2 separate regions of the Mus musculus genome follow, and region 1 is linked to region 2. The links are chromatin contacts, called in public promoter capture Hi-C maps. All regions are on one chromosome and are shown on one strand. Each heading gives the region's core, a stretch centred on a gene start, on an enhancer-like site or on the middle of the called end of the contact. The rest is flanking DNA. Distances are from core to core; before and after follow the strand shown.

Evidence for each region. Promoter capture Hi-C pulls out the DNA fragments that hold promoters and counts their contacts.
Region 1: a contact with region 2 is called in a promoter capture Hi-C map of liver, with 2.2 times the contacts expected there. The contact joins the enhancer-like site here to the promoter of Taf13 in region 2. A contact is called at or near these places in 4 of 39 promoter capture datasets (3T3-L1-derived adipocytes, cranial neural crest, hippocampal neurons and 1 more), 4 of 484 Hi-C or Micro-C datasets (bone marrow-derived macrophages, epidermal suprabasal cells and uterus), 3 of 115 datasets of contacts at active chromatin or transcription factors (acute myeloid leukemia, intestinal villus epithelium and pancreatic cancer cells) and 1 of 9 other capture datasets (liver).

Annotation. Positions count from the first base shown.
Region 1 is chr3:108,768,854-108,775,137 of GRCm38.p6, reverse strand. It overlaps Aknad1 (AKNA domain containing 1), which reads right to left. Exons shown (of 12, transcript NM_177859.3): 7 at 3,131-3,228; 8 at 39-161. Among named protein-coding and RNA genes, the nearest start is that of Aknad1, 32 kb to the right of the region's middle. Within about 2 kb of position 4,352, at least 116 of the 459 cell types and tissues checked have an H3K27ac peak or open chromatin away from gene starts, as enhancers often do. A contact at or near this core is called in 3T3-L1-derived adipocytes, epidermal suprabasal cells, intestinal villus epithelium and 3 more, where this site is marked.
Region 2 is chr3:108,569,418-108,575,265 of GRCm38.p6, reverse strand. Taf13 (TATA-box binding protein associated factor 13) reads right to left here and starts at 3,567. Exons shown (of 4, transcript NM_025444.2): 1 at 3,518-3,567; 2 at 2,308-2,386. The coding sequence starts at 3,544.

The DNA of each region.
Region 1 (6,284 bases), core at 3,103-5,602, 200 kb before region 2:
TCTCTCTACCGACCCCTCCTGGAGTCAAGCCATCTCACCTTTTGGTGGGTCTTCCTCACAGACTCTCTGGGAGTTCTGAGTCTTGCTTCCGTAGGCTTCACATTTGTTACTCTGGAGCCCAGTACCAGGATCAGGACAAAAGTCGGGTCCTGGATCAGTACCTAAAAAGGTGCCCAGAGTGTAGGTTTGTTAAGCACAGTCATGCAAAGTATGGAGAGCAGAGCGCCGATGTGCTGGGCATACTGTGGCTTTGACCACGCCAAGGAAGACCAGGGTATTCAGAAGGGCAGGCCCAGGCAGGGGAGCGTGTAAGCATGAGTCACAGATGGGGTGAGTGTAAGACCTGGGGTTGAAACCTGCCTCTGCCACTTATTAGCTGTGTTGATTCTTTCATATCTTTTAACTATCTTATCTACCTATCTATCTATCTATCTACCTACCTACCTATCTACCTATCTTCTATTTATTTATCGAAGCAGGCTCTCCCTACATAGCTCTGGATGCCCCAAAACTCACTCTGTAGACCAGGCTAGCCTCAAACTCACATAGATCCCTTTGTCTTCTGAGTGCTGGGATTAAACGTGTGCACCACCACACCCAGCCAGTACTCTCTTTGAAAGATGGCACCTAGGCTAGGGTTTGACAGTAGAACATTTGCCTGGCATACATAATGCCCTGGGTTCCATCTCACCACTACAGGGGAAAGGAAGGTGTTGGTCTGAACCCTCGAGTATGGGTTTGTGTCTAACAAAATGAAGCCACAATGATAGTCTAATACCCTTCCCCCTCCCTCATCCTTGCTTGTGAGGAAGCTGTCTGTCAGATATCAGTGACAAGCAGAATGGCCTGTTAGAGGCTCCATTGAGTCTCCCTATCAAAGACCATGTGAGCCAGATCCTCTGGTCTCTAGTGAAACCTTCAGGCAATCTCAGCCCTGACAGATATCCTTCTAGGGAACTCTGCACCTGAACCCTTCACTTGTTCCCAAATACCAGAGCCACAGAAATTGCCAGGTAATGCTGGTTACTATTTTGAGTCATTAGGTTCTGGGGTACATTGTTATCAAGTGGGAGGGGACACCAGGTCTTTGAACCAGTTAATTTCTCTGAGTTGTATTTCCTTACCCGTAAAATAAATATAATTCCCATCTTACAAAGGTATTGTAATAATGAAAAGATACTATGTCGATGCTCCTTGCCTTAACATTGAGGGCTCTAGGGGATGGAGAGCTAATTCAGAAGTTAAGAGCATTCGTTGTTCTCACGGAAGGGCGTTGGTTCCCAGATCCAAATGGGCGCTCAACACAGTCTGTTACTCCAGTTCCAGGGGATCCGATGCCCTCTCCTGGCTTCCACTACTGTGAGATATGCATGTGCTGTGCATATACACACAGTCAAACATACACTTAAAAACTAGTAAGTCAGGCATGCTGGTGCATGCTTTTATTCTCAGCACTTGGGAGGCAGAGGTAGACAGATCTCTGTGAGTTAGAGGCCAACCTGGTCTACATAGTGAATTCCAGGATAGTCAGAGCTATGTAGACCAGCTCAAATAAATACATCTTTTTAAAAAATGTGTTTTTTATCTTTTTATATGGTTTTTATCTACTATATATAAGAACATAAGTCATTTTATGTACCATAAAAAAAATTCTCCCAGAGGCACACATGGCTGCTAAAGCCCATAATAATACCACTTGGGAGGCAAAGGCAGGAGGCTCAGGAGTCCAAGGCTGACCTCATCTGCACAGAAAGTTTGAGGCCAGCCTGGGCCACATGAGGCCTTGTCTCAAAATTAAAAAAAAAAAAAAAAAAAAAAAAAAAAAGAAGCCTTCCCCAGTATGAAATCACCATAGAATATTTAGTCCCAGCTACAGATAGACAGACTCGGAAAGGTATCTTAGTATGTAACGTGTAAAACAGATCAGGATCCAGATCTTCCTCAGGCTAAATGATCAGTTCTGAGGATTTTTAAAGTTTAAATTGAGACATTACAAATACTTTATTGTTTCATTTAAAAATAACAAGGGCTGGGGATGTGGGTCAGTAGCGGAGCACCCACTTAGCATGTGTGAAGCCCCGAAGTCAAACCTCTGCACCATCAGTGACAGCAGCAAGAAGTGGACAGTGCCACCTGCCTGTCATCCTAACTGCCTACAGCATAGGTAACATGGCAAGACATCCCCTTTGAAAAAGAAATATAAGTAATGAGTTCATCTTAACACAGTCTTATATTTTCAGAAAAAAAAGTTCCAAAAATGAAACCCAAAGCTAATGAGAAGTGTCGTTATTTTATGCTTTGGTAACTATCACACACACACACACATACACACACACACACACACACAAGTATACACTCAGGTGTTCATGGAGGGCCAGAACAGGGCTTTCGATTTCGGTTGAGCCTCCCAAACTTGAGTTCTGGGAACTGAACCCTGGTCCTCTGCAAGGCCAATAAGCATTCCTCACTGCTGAGACATCTTTCCAGTCCTCCAAAGCTCTTATTTGAAAGTATACCATCCCCAGAGAGGTCAATTCAGAACCAAGTGGGATCTAACAAGATGCTGAGTGCCCGCAAGGCTCTGGACACAGGGAGCATGCGCATAAGCATGCTGTGTCATCTCTGGCTTGCACCTCCAGCTCAGCTATGAGGAACCGATGCTGGCAAGTGCAGGAGCTGCCTAAGCAGGCAGGCCTCTGGGTCACCTCTCTATCACCCGCAGCGGTTTGGCCAGGGTACGCTCCTCAGCTTTAAACTGTCTACAGAGAGAGGTTCTCATGAGTCTCACGTACTCACGCCCTCTTTGCCTGCTCCCACCCACAGCTCCCTCTGCCTCTGTGCGATGCATGGGGATGAGTCAGCTGCGCCTTCCACAAGCCTGGTAACTTACCCGGTGCAGTTATGAGTCCGGCTCAGAGCGCAAGTTGCCGGGCATAACTAGAAGCATGTACTGGTACTTTACTCTGCTTAACCACTCCTTAAACAACCCATTACTAGTTCTTCATGTTTTGAGAAAGGGAAACAAACATCATCCTAGTCAAATGTCATGCTATCGCAATGGCAGATGGCAAGCCGGGACTCACAGTGAGGGATCACTAACAACTATGTACACCCAACCCCTCCAACTTACCGAGAGCCGAGTCTTGGGGCAGTGTTTTTTCATGGATGCTACTGGAAAACTTCCCACAGTTAGTTCTTCTGTGGCCCCTTTTCTCCATTTTCTGTTTCCTTAAAAAAGAAAAAAAATAATGTCTCAAAAATTTAGCACTAGTGTGGGAAAAATGAAGACTTAAATTTCCCTGGTATTCTCCAGGCTGGTGAGGTAGTTCAGTGGATAAGGTTGCTTGCCACCAAGCCTGATGGCTTAGGTTTGATCCTCAGAGCCTACATCATGTAGGTAGACAACTGACATCTACAAGTTGACCTCTACCCTCCACATATAGGGCTTGGTACATGCACACACACACAAAAATAACAAGAATTATAATTATAATTGTTATAATTCTGTACTACAAATTCTTTTTTTCTTCATAATACCATATCACAATTTTGTGTGTGTGTGTGTGTGTGTGTGTGTGTGTGTGTGTGTTGTGGATTTTTGGTTGGTTGGTTGCTTTTATTATTTTCAGGCAAGATCTCACACTAATCCAAGCTGGTCTGTAACAGCAATTCTCCTGCCTCCAACCTTCGGTACTGGGACTTCAGGTCAAGCCATCTCAGAACAATTCTTGTTTAGGGAAGAAGGCACACTATACATTAGCACTGGTACACATCGCTCTAAGTACATGCTAAACAGAGTCCAGCAAAGTGGATTTTGTGGCTGGGAGCCTGGAGTTCACTTAATAGCATATAGCCACCAGGGGGCATCAGAAAGACACAACTACTATCAGGAGACTTCTCTGGCCTGTGTAGTTTCAGCCTCCGCACAGATTCTAACTCCTCCAAAAGAATTTTAATTAATTACAGCTCTTAACAACTCTCTTGCTCAGCCCCGGGATACACTAACAGTCCCTGGAGGAGAGTGCATGTTCTTGTGTGAAAGGCATGGAGTCTAGGACATCCTGAGACAGATGGGACAGGTTTGCCCATGGCTGGTTGAAGAACTTGGCAGCATTGCTGAGCAAACATATTTCCCTCCCTCCAGCTGTGCCTGAGACTGATGGTCATGGAGAGAGGACCCCATTTGGGGTTGGAAGCCAGGCTCTTTCCAGCCCTTTCCAGCCCTTCCCTACTCTTGGAAAAACATGTCCTCCTCCTGAGTCATATATTTCCTCACACCTCATTCTGTCTCCACCCTCTGCCTCCGAGGCCTGTGAACATCTGCTCTCTGAGTGGAAAGCTTGGATATGGTTCAAGTGAGTTCAGGCCAACGCATCGATTACATTTCTCTGCCACTCTTAGACTTCTCTCCTCACTCAGATCTGGCCAAACAGAAGAGCCAAGAGCAATTCTACAGGAGGCGGCCATTTTCCAGGGAGACAAAACCGGTAACGTTTACTCTCCAATCCCAAGGCCTGCATCAGAGACAGAGCTCGGGATGTGCATTGATATATCCCATCAGAGTGTTTGCATTTAGGCAAGGCACATCATAAAGACTACAACCTGCTGACGACAGTAAATGGGGACTTAGATGAAGACTGCACAGCGAATAATGCCTCGGGACTATTACGGAGGTTATGATTCCAGTTCCCAAGTCATATTGTACCCAGTAACTTCCCACAGCGAAGTCACGAAGTCTCGGGTGTGATTTTACTTTCCTCCCTCCCCCCTCCCCTGCCCCCCTTTTAAACACTCACTCTGGAACACTAGCCCCAGCAGAGGCTGATATATTTTTGTTTTTGGACTTAAACTAGGAATTTGGAAAAGAAACAATTGATATTTTACACTTAATCAATTTTTTTTTTTAATTTTTGAGTCAGAGTCTCATCCTGGAACTATGTAGACCAAGCTGGCCTCTAACTCATAGAGATCTCCCTGCCTCTCCTAGGATTAAAGGTGTGTCACCACGCCCAGCAATCAAAGTCTTTTATAAATGTCAAAATATTTCATTAGGCCTAATAAAAATCTTTTTTTAAAGATTCTCAAATCTGGATTGCTAGTTAATTCAATCCACTAAAAAAAAAAAAAAAAAAAAAAAAAAAAAAAAAAAACAATCCCAAGCCTGGGCTGCCCAGGTGAGTAAACTCAGTGGTACCCTGTGTTTAAGGGATCGATCAGAGCTGCAGTGGGACCAAAGGCTGGAAGCTCTCGCTAGTCCATGCCAGGCAATTCATAGGGCTTTGGAGCCCAACCCCACGCTCTCTCTTTCTCTAGGGACAGAAACTTAATAAAGCACTCATGACAGGTCACTCCCATGGGACAGGTCACTCCCACGGAGGCTGGCTCTCTTAACAGGAAGCTACAGTCCTCCAGACCTCACCATCTACTCCTATCAGAGGATGTACTTAAACAGTGGTTGCAAACAGTTCCTCCCTCCCTGACTCTTGACCTTTCCAGGTAAAGCAGCTGAGGTAAAGCACTAGGAAGTGGTGCCTCTCCTAACTGATAGGAGCTACAAACAAATGTCCCGCAACCACCTCGGAAGCCAGCTGTTGTTTCAAGGGGTGTTTCAAAGCGGTACTGACTTCTCTTTAGGGTTTTATAGCTTACAGCTTGTTAATGCCAGAGGATTTTTGATTTTTTCCTTATGAATTCAAAGATCTGTCTAGAGAAGAGGAATGGAGCTTGCTTTCGATGAGACCCAGTAGGAAAGACTCTGTGTGTGTGTGTGTGTGTGTGTGTGTGTGTGTGTGTGTGTGTGTGTGTGTGATGAAGGAGTATGTCAATGCACACACTGACCGACAGAGGCGACTGCTGTTTACCTTATTGCCTTGAGACAGGGTTCCCTGATGAACTGGAAGGCTGACCGGCCTCCTTCTGGGGTAGGGCTATAGCTCTGTGGCAGAACCCTTGCATAGCATGGATTTGTTTGATCCTTGCAACAAAAGAAAATCCCTACAACACCCCAAATCTGTTCATCCTGGGGTGAAGGGTGGAGGACTTGGAAAGTGAGCTCAGTGTGGGCTCTGCTTCCTGTCTGGAAGAGCTGCCTGGCAGTTGTCTCTGGTCCTGATGTGGCCAGGTCATCCAGGTCTGACCTCATCCTGAGCTGTGTGTGCTTTGTGGCCCAGGAGAATCTTAACAGTGCCGGAGGAAAGCAGGCCTTTACAAAGATGGTGGCATACCATCCCCACTGTGCTTCCTGATGCCCACTCCTTGGTGGGTGGGGCTTCTTGAGGATGGGT
Region 2 (5,848 bases), core at 2,318-4,817:
AGTCAGGAAGGTCCTATTTAGCATTCGTAGAGCCCTGGGTTAGATTCCCAGAAGTGAATAAAACTGGTTATGGTGGCACACCCCTATAATCTCAGCACTTGGGAAGTAAAGGCAGGAGGATCAGAAGTTCAAGTTCAGTGACAAAGCAGCCTAGGCTATAGGAAACCCTGTCTCAAAATCAAACAAGCTGCCCAGGGCAACAAAAACAGACACGCTAATGTGGAGAGGGGGAAGCCCAGGAGGCTTCAACTCTCCTAGAAGAACTGCAGGCAACTAAGGAATTCTGGGAAAGGGTGGAGCAGTCTTCCCAGCCTTAAGCACACCAACTGGCTGTCCAAACCAGTGGTAAGCCCTTGAAAACAGACAGAGCAAGTTGTCCTGACATACTTGGAGAGAGAGAGAGAGAGAGAGAGAGAGAGAGAGAGAAAGAGAGAGAGAGAGAATGTATGTACATATGTGTATATATACAACAACAATTAATAAAGAGCCTATGAATTTGAAAAAGCAAGGAGGAGTATATGGGAGGGTTTGGAGGGATGAAAGGGAAGGGGGGAAAATGATGTAATAATAATAATAATAATAATAATAATAATAATAATAATAATGTAGCCCAGGGAGATAGCTCAGCACATAAGGTCACCTGCTGCCAAGCCTGAAGACCTGAGTTCCATATCTGGTACCTTCTGAGTACCATCACATGGTAGAAGGAGGGAATCATGGAGTCAAGAGAAACAATAGTTTAAGGTCAACCTGGACCACACAGCAAGACCCTGTCCAAAACAAAAAACAAAAACAAAACAAACAAACAAAAAAAACCCCAGCAAAAATAGAAGAGACATGAAGATTCTATTAAGTCAGTGGGAGAAGCCTGCGAAGATTCCAAATTTTTGTCATCACAAAAGTAGAGCAGTTGAAACTGAACTAAAGGTTTGGACAAGCAGCAGGGTGAATACCATTCCTAGAGCACTTTAGTGTAAGGGTCGTTTTCATATGTCCACATAAGGAGTAAAACCACACACAAATCACGTAACTAGCATCAGTGAGACAGAATGGGAAGTGGTCAGACTTGAACGAAACTGGAAGGTACTAGTGAGGATTTCTGTTATGGTTGTAAGATACAGCCGAAGTTGCCTTCAAACTCAATGAGGAAGACCCTGAACTCAAATTCTCCCATCCCTATCTCTCCCAAGAGCTGGGATCAAAAAAGATTTAGAGAGTTAAAGGCTGATCTTGCAGTTTCTAGAATTTTTCAATCCTACTGTACTCAGGCATTTATAAATCTCTGCCGCTGTACTTCCCAAGGCTCAGCCAAGGAGCCTGGGAGAAGGGATGGAGAGTGCAGTCTCATGGGCCTTTCAGGAATTAGTATGGGCACAACAAGTGGACACCGCTCACCCTGCGCTGCCCCAAGGGCTACCTGTCTGTTTAAGGAGCACCATGGAAGGCTAGTGCACTGTCATCTCCACAGCACACTTCACCACCTTCTTGCCCTGAGCTATGCCTTAGTCCAAAGCCTCAACTTACATCATTTGAAAGGTGGACACAAGAGGGATACAACGTTCAAAATGTCAACTGGGAGCCATGGCATATGCCTGTACATCTAGAGCCAGGGAAACAGATAGGAGAGCAGAAGTTCAAGGTTCTTGCAAGGTTCTTGCAAGTTCAAGGTTATACGCATATGCATACCAAGTTTGAAATCATGCTGGGATCTAAAAACCCTGCCTCAGCTGGGTGGTGGTGGTTCACAGCTTTAATCCCAGCACCCAGGAGGCAGAGGCAGGCAGGCACATCTCTGTGAGTTCAAGACTAGCAGATCTTGATCTATTCTAAACTCCAGAAAGAGTTCTAGGACAGCCAGGGCTACACAGAAAAACCAAGCCTCAAAAAAGGAAAAGAAAAACAAAAACAAACAAAACAAAAAAACCCTGCCTCAAGGAGGAGGGCAGAGGTGATCACATTCATTATTTTATGTCACACAGAGAGAATTAGTAGACATGAGAGAGACTTATACTGACCATGGGATGCACACCTGCAATCCCAGGACTTGAGAGGCTAAAGCAGGACTACCACCAAACCAAGGCTAGCATGGGCTAAACAGTAAGCACCAGTATAGCCTTGGCTATACAGAGCCTATCTTTAAAACAAACAAACAAACAAACAAACACCAAGAATAAAAACAGGCAACCTTATAGGCAACTCTGAGAACACTGTCCCTATAAACAAACATATGCAGAACAATATACTCTGAAAAGACATGTTCAAAAGCTTTCACCACCTGTAATAAAAACACTAGAAAGTACAACTTACATTCTTTCGAGAAAAGTCTCTTTCTCTTCCCCTGGCCACCTTCCGCTCCTCCTCCAATTTCTTCATTCTCCTCCTCAAACTAGAAATTTTAAAACACGGACATGGCAAATGATTGCAGTGCACGTGATATTCCCTCGAGTCTCCTCCTGCTCGCCCTCTTTGTGGAGTGCTGTGAATTGAACCCACGAGCTCACGATGCTAAACAGATGCTTGACCACTGAGCTACACCTCCTGCACTCTTTTCATCTTTTTTTTTAAAGGCATTTATTATTTATGTGTATTGTGTGCCTACATAAATGTGCCTGCTGTTGCCCATAGAGGCCAAACTAGGTCTAATCGCTGTAGGTTGCCAGATGTGACAGCAAATGCTCCTAAGCACTAAAGCTATCTCTCTACACTTTTTTTTTTTTTTTTTTTGAGACAAAGTGGTCTCACTATGTGCCCGTGTCTGCCTGAACTCACGGAGATCCGCTTGCCTCTGCTCCTGAGTGCTGGGATTAAAGGTGTGCGCCACCACGCCCAGTGACCCTTTTTCATTTTCGAAAGTGAGAAGCTAAAGCAAACTGCACAAAACCACGAAAATTTAGCACCAAAGGGCTCATAAGCCCTAGTCCAATTCTCAAGTCGTGCAAGAAGGCTTTTATTACGGCTGCTAACAACCTTACAACCGTGCGTGTGTAAAGTTCTAACGACCTCAGGTTCTGGGTTTGGTTTTAGCCAATTTAGTTGTCACACTGCTAAGCAAGACTACTGTAAAAACCTGGTAGTTTAAAATCTACTCTCTGCTGTCATCGGAAGCAACTGATAAAGGGCTAAGAACTTTCCTTAACTGGGCTGGACTCTACCTCACAAGAAAACCGATGCCAAAGGAGAATTTGGATCCCAAGCTTCCTGTCTTTAGTTCATCGTTTCTCCGCTATCTTCACTAGTTTTGTCAGCATCTGGGCTGCTGGTTCCGCTTTAATCAGCTTTGATCTCCTATGACCCTCTAGATGTCTTAGTGTCGGGAAGATCCAGGTCAAAGAGAGACCCTTTCTACTCTTCCTTCCCGTCTTGTCCCACGCACTGACTAAGGTAAACCAAAAAAGGAAAACACCGCGGAGCCCCCGGACTCTCGGCGGGAATCCCTAAGGCACAAGCGGGTCAGACTCTGCCTCCGCTAGTGATCCGAAAGGAGTGAGGAACCAGGCTGAGACAGGCGCTCACTCACGGTGGGGTCTTCCTCCTCATCTGCCATGCTAGCTGCTCGCCAGCCTTCTGAACCCGCCCACCGGCGGCTGGCGAGTTTTATAAGATACGTACGTCACTTCCGGCCTGGCCAGCGTTGCGCAGAGAGGCGTGCGCGTTCATTCTCCTACCCAACCCCGGCCTTGGGATTGGCTGGAAGTCAGTGACGTGCTCTTACGTGTGGAATCCTGAAGGAGGAATTAAAAATTACAAAGAAGCCAGGCGTGGTATACTACGCCGGGAAATCTCTGCACTTGGCAGGCAGAGGCAAGAGGGCTTCGAGTTCGAGATCAGCTCAAGTTTCATGAGCCCATGTCTCAGAAAACATAAGTGATAAATTTGTGCATACTTACGGAGGCTCACAAATGCCTGTAAAAATAGGATGACTTTTTGCCTCTGGGGCTGATCCACTCAAGTACACAAGCCCCATGATATTATATATAGTATCTATATTATTATATAATTATATATCTACTTTCTTTTATGTAAATAGGTGTTTTGCCGGCAAGTATGTGTACCATGTGTGTGCAGCACCAAAGAAGCCAAAATAGAGCAACCGATTTCCTGGAACTAGAGATAGACGATTGTGAACCGCTATATAGGGGCTAGGAATCAAACTCAAGTCTCTTGAAAAGCAGCCAATACTCTTAACCACGGAGCAATCTTTCCTGCCTCCGTTAATACGCAATATATATATGTAGTTTGGGTTGGAAGGTTGTTTTGCGCTTTTTTTTTTTTTTTTTTTTGGTTTTTTCAAGACAGGGTATCTCTGTGTAGCCCTGGCTATCCTGGAACTCACTCTGTAGATCAGGCCGGCCTCGTTCTCAGAAATCCGCTTGCCTCTGCCTCCCAAGTGGTGGGACTAAAGGCGTGCGCCACCACTGCCCGGCCGTTTTTTGCTTCTTCTTCTTTTTTTTTTTTTTAAATTACAAAAGATGTGCTAGAGAAATGGTTCAGTCAATAAAAGCTCTAGCGGAATAAGCCTAAGGCTCAGGTTCAATCCCTGGGACCTGTATAAAAAGTGAAAGGTGAGAAGACAGAGTCTGCAAGGTTGTCCTCTGGCTTCCATACACAATAATAAGAAAATATTTTAAAATTATGAAAGAGCTAAGTGTAGTGGCACTCGCCTTTAATCCCTGCCTTGGGAGGCAGAAGCCAGAAGATCTCTTTGAGTTAGAGGCCAGCCAGGGCTACATAGTCAAAACAAGAAAACCAAAGCTCGGCAGTGGTGGTCCATGCTTTTTGTCCCAGCACTTGGGAGGCAGAGGCAGGCGGATTTCTGAGTTCAAGGCCAGCCTGGTCTACAGAGTGAGTTCTAGGACAGCCAAGGCTACACAGAGAAACCCTGTCTCGAAAAACCAAACCAAACAAACAAATAAACAAAAAGCAGAGACATTAAATATATCAGAAAGATGGCAACACAGAAAAGGTGGAAATAGGGCATAAATAAATATGTATAAATATGTATAAGTAAAAAGGAAAGGACTATAGACACTTACGCTATCAGCGTATAAACTATGAAGCATGGATAATTCAACCCTCTTAACTCAAACTCCAAAATGGAAACTGGGAAAAACAAATGAGCAGAACAGGCACAAAGCAGAGTGAACAGCCCTGTGCTTCCTCTACAAGTTTAGCGTGGACTCCGGAGTCTAGTTTAGAGTTGGAGGAAAGATGTCAAATGACAGAAAAAACATCTCATAGCCAGCCATTGCTGAGGGTGGACAGGGCTCAGAGGGCAAGGACCCACAGAAATTAACCAAAATGAGGACCTTTAGAAAACAGAGTAGCAATGGCTGACAATCATTAGCTATACTGTCATTTGCCAATTTTCTCTGGATTGAAATATCCCACACAGGAGGGAGAGAGAGGCTCATGTCTCACATATCTGGAGGACAGAAACACGTGATTTTTGAGAGCCTGACCCCAGCAACTTAAAACAGAGTCATTAACAACTCAGGGAAGGGCTGGTGAGATGGCTCAGTGGGTAAGAGCACCCGACTGCTCTTCCAAAGGTCCAGAGTTCAAATCCCAGCAACCACATGGTGGCTCACAACCATCTGCAACGAGATCTGACTCCCTCTTCTGGAGTGTCTGAAGACAGCTACAGTGTACTTACATGTAATAAATAAATCTTAAAAAAAAAAAAACAACAAAAAAAACAACTCAGGGAGTCACAGCCAGTCCAGCTCCCTGCCAGCGCATACGGAGCGGCAGGGGCGCAGGTTTTGTGCGTTATATCATCTGTGTTGCAGTGGGCTTTGCGGTGATGCAGTTGCTTTTGAGTCATCTCCATCCCTCATATGTGAGCCCT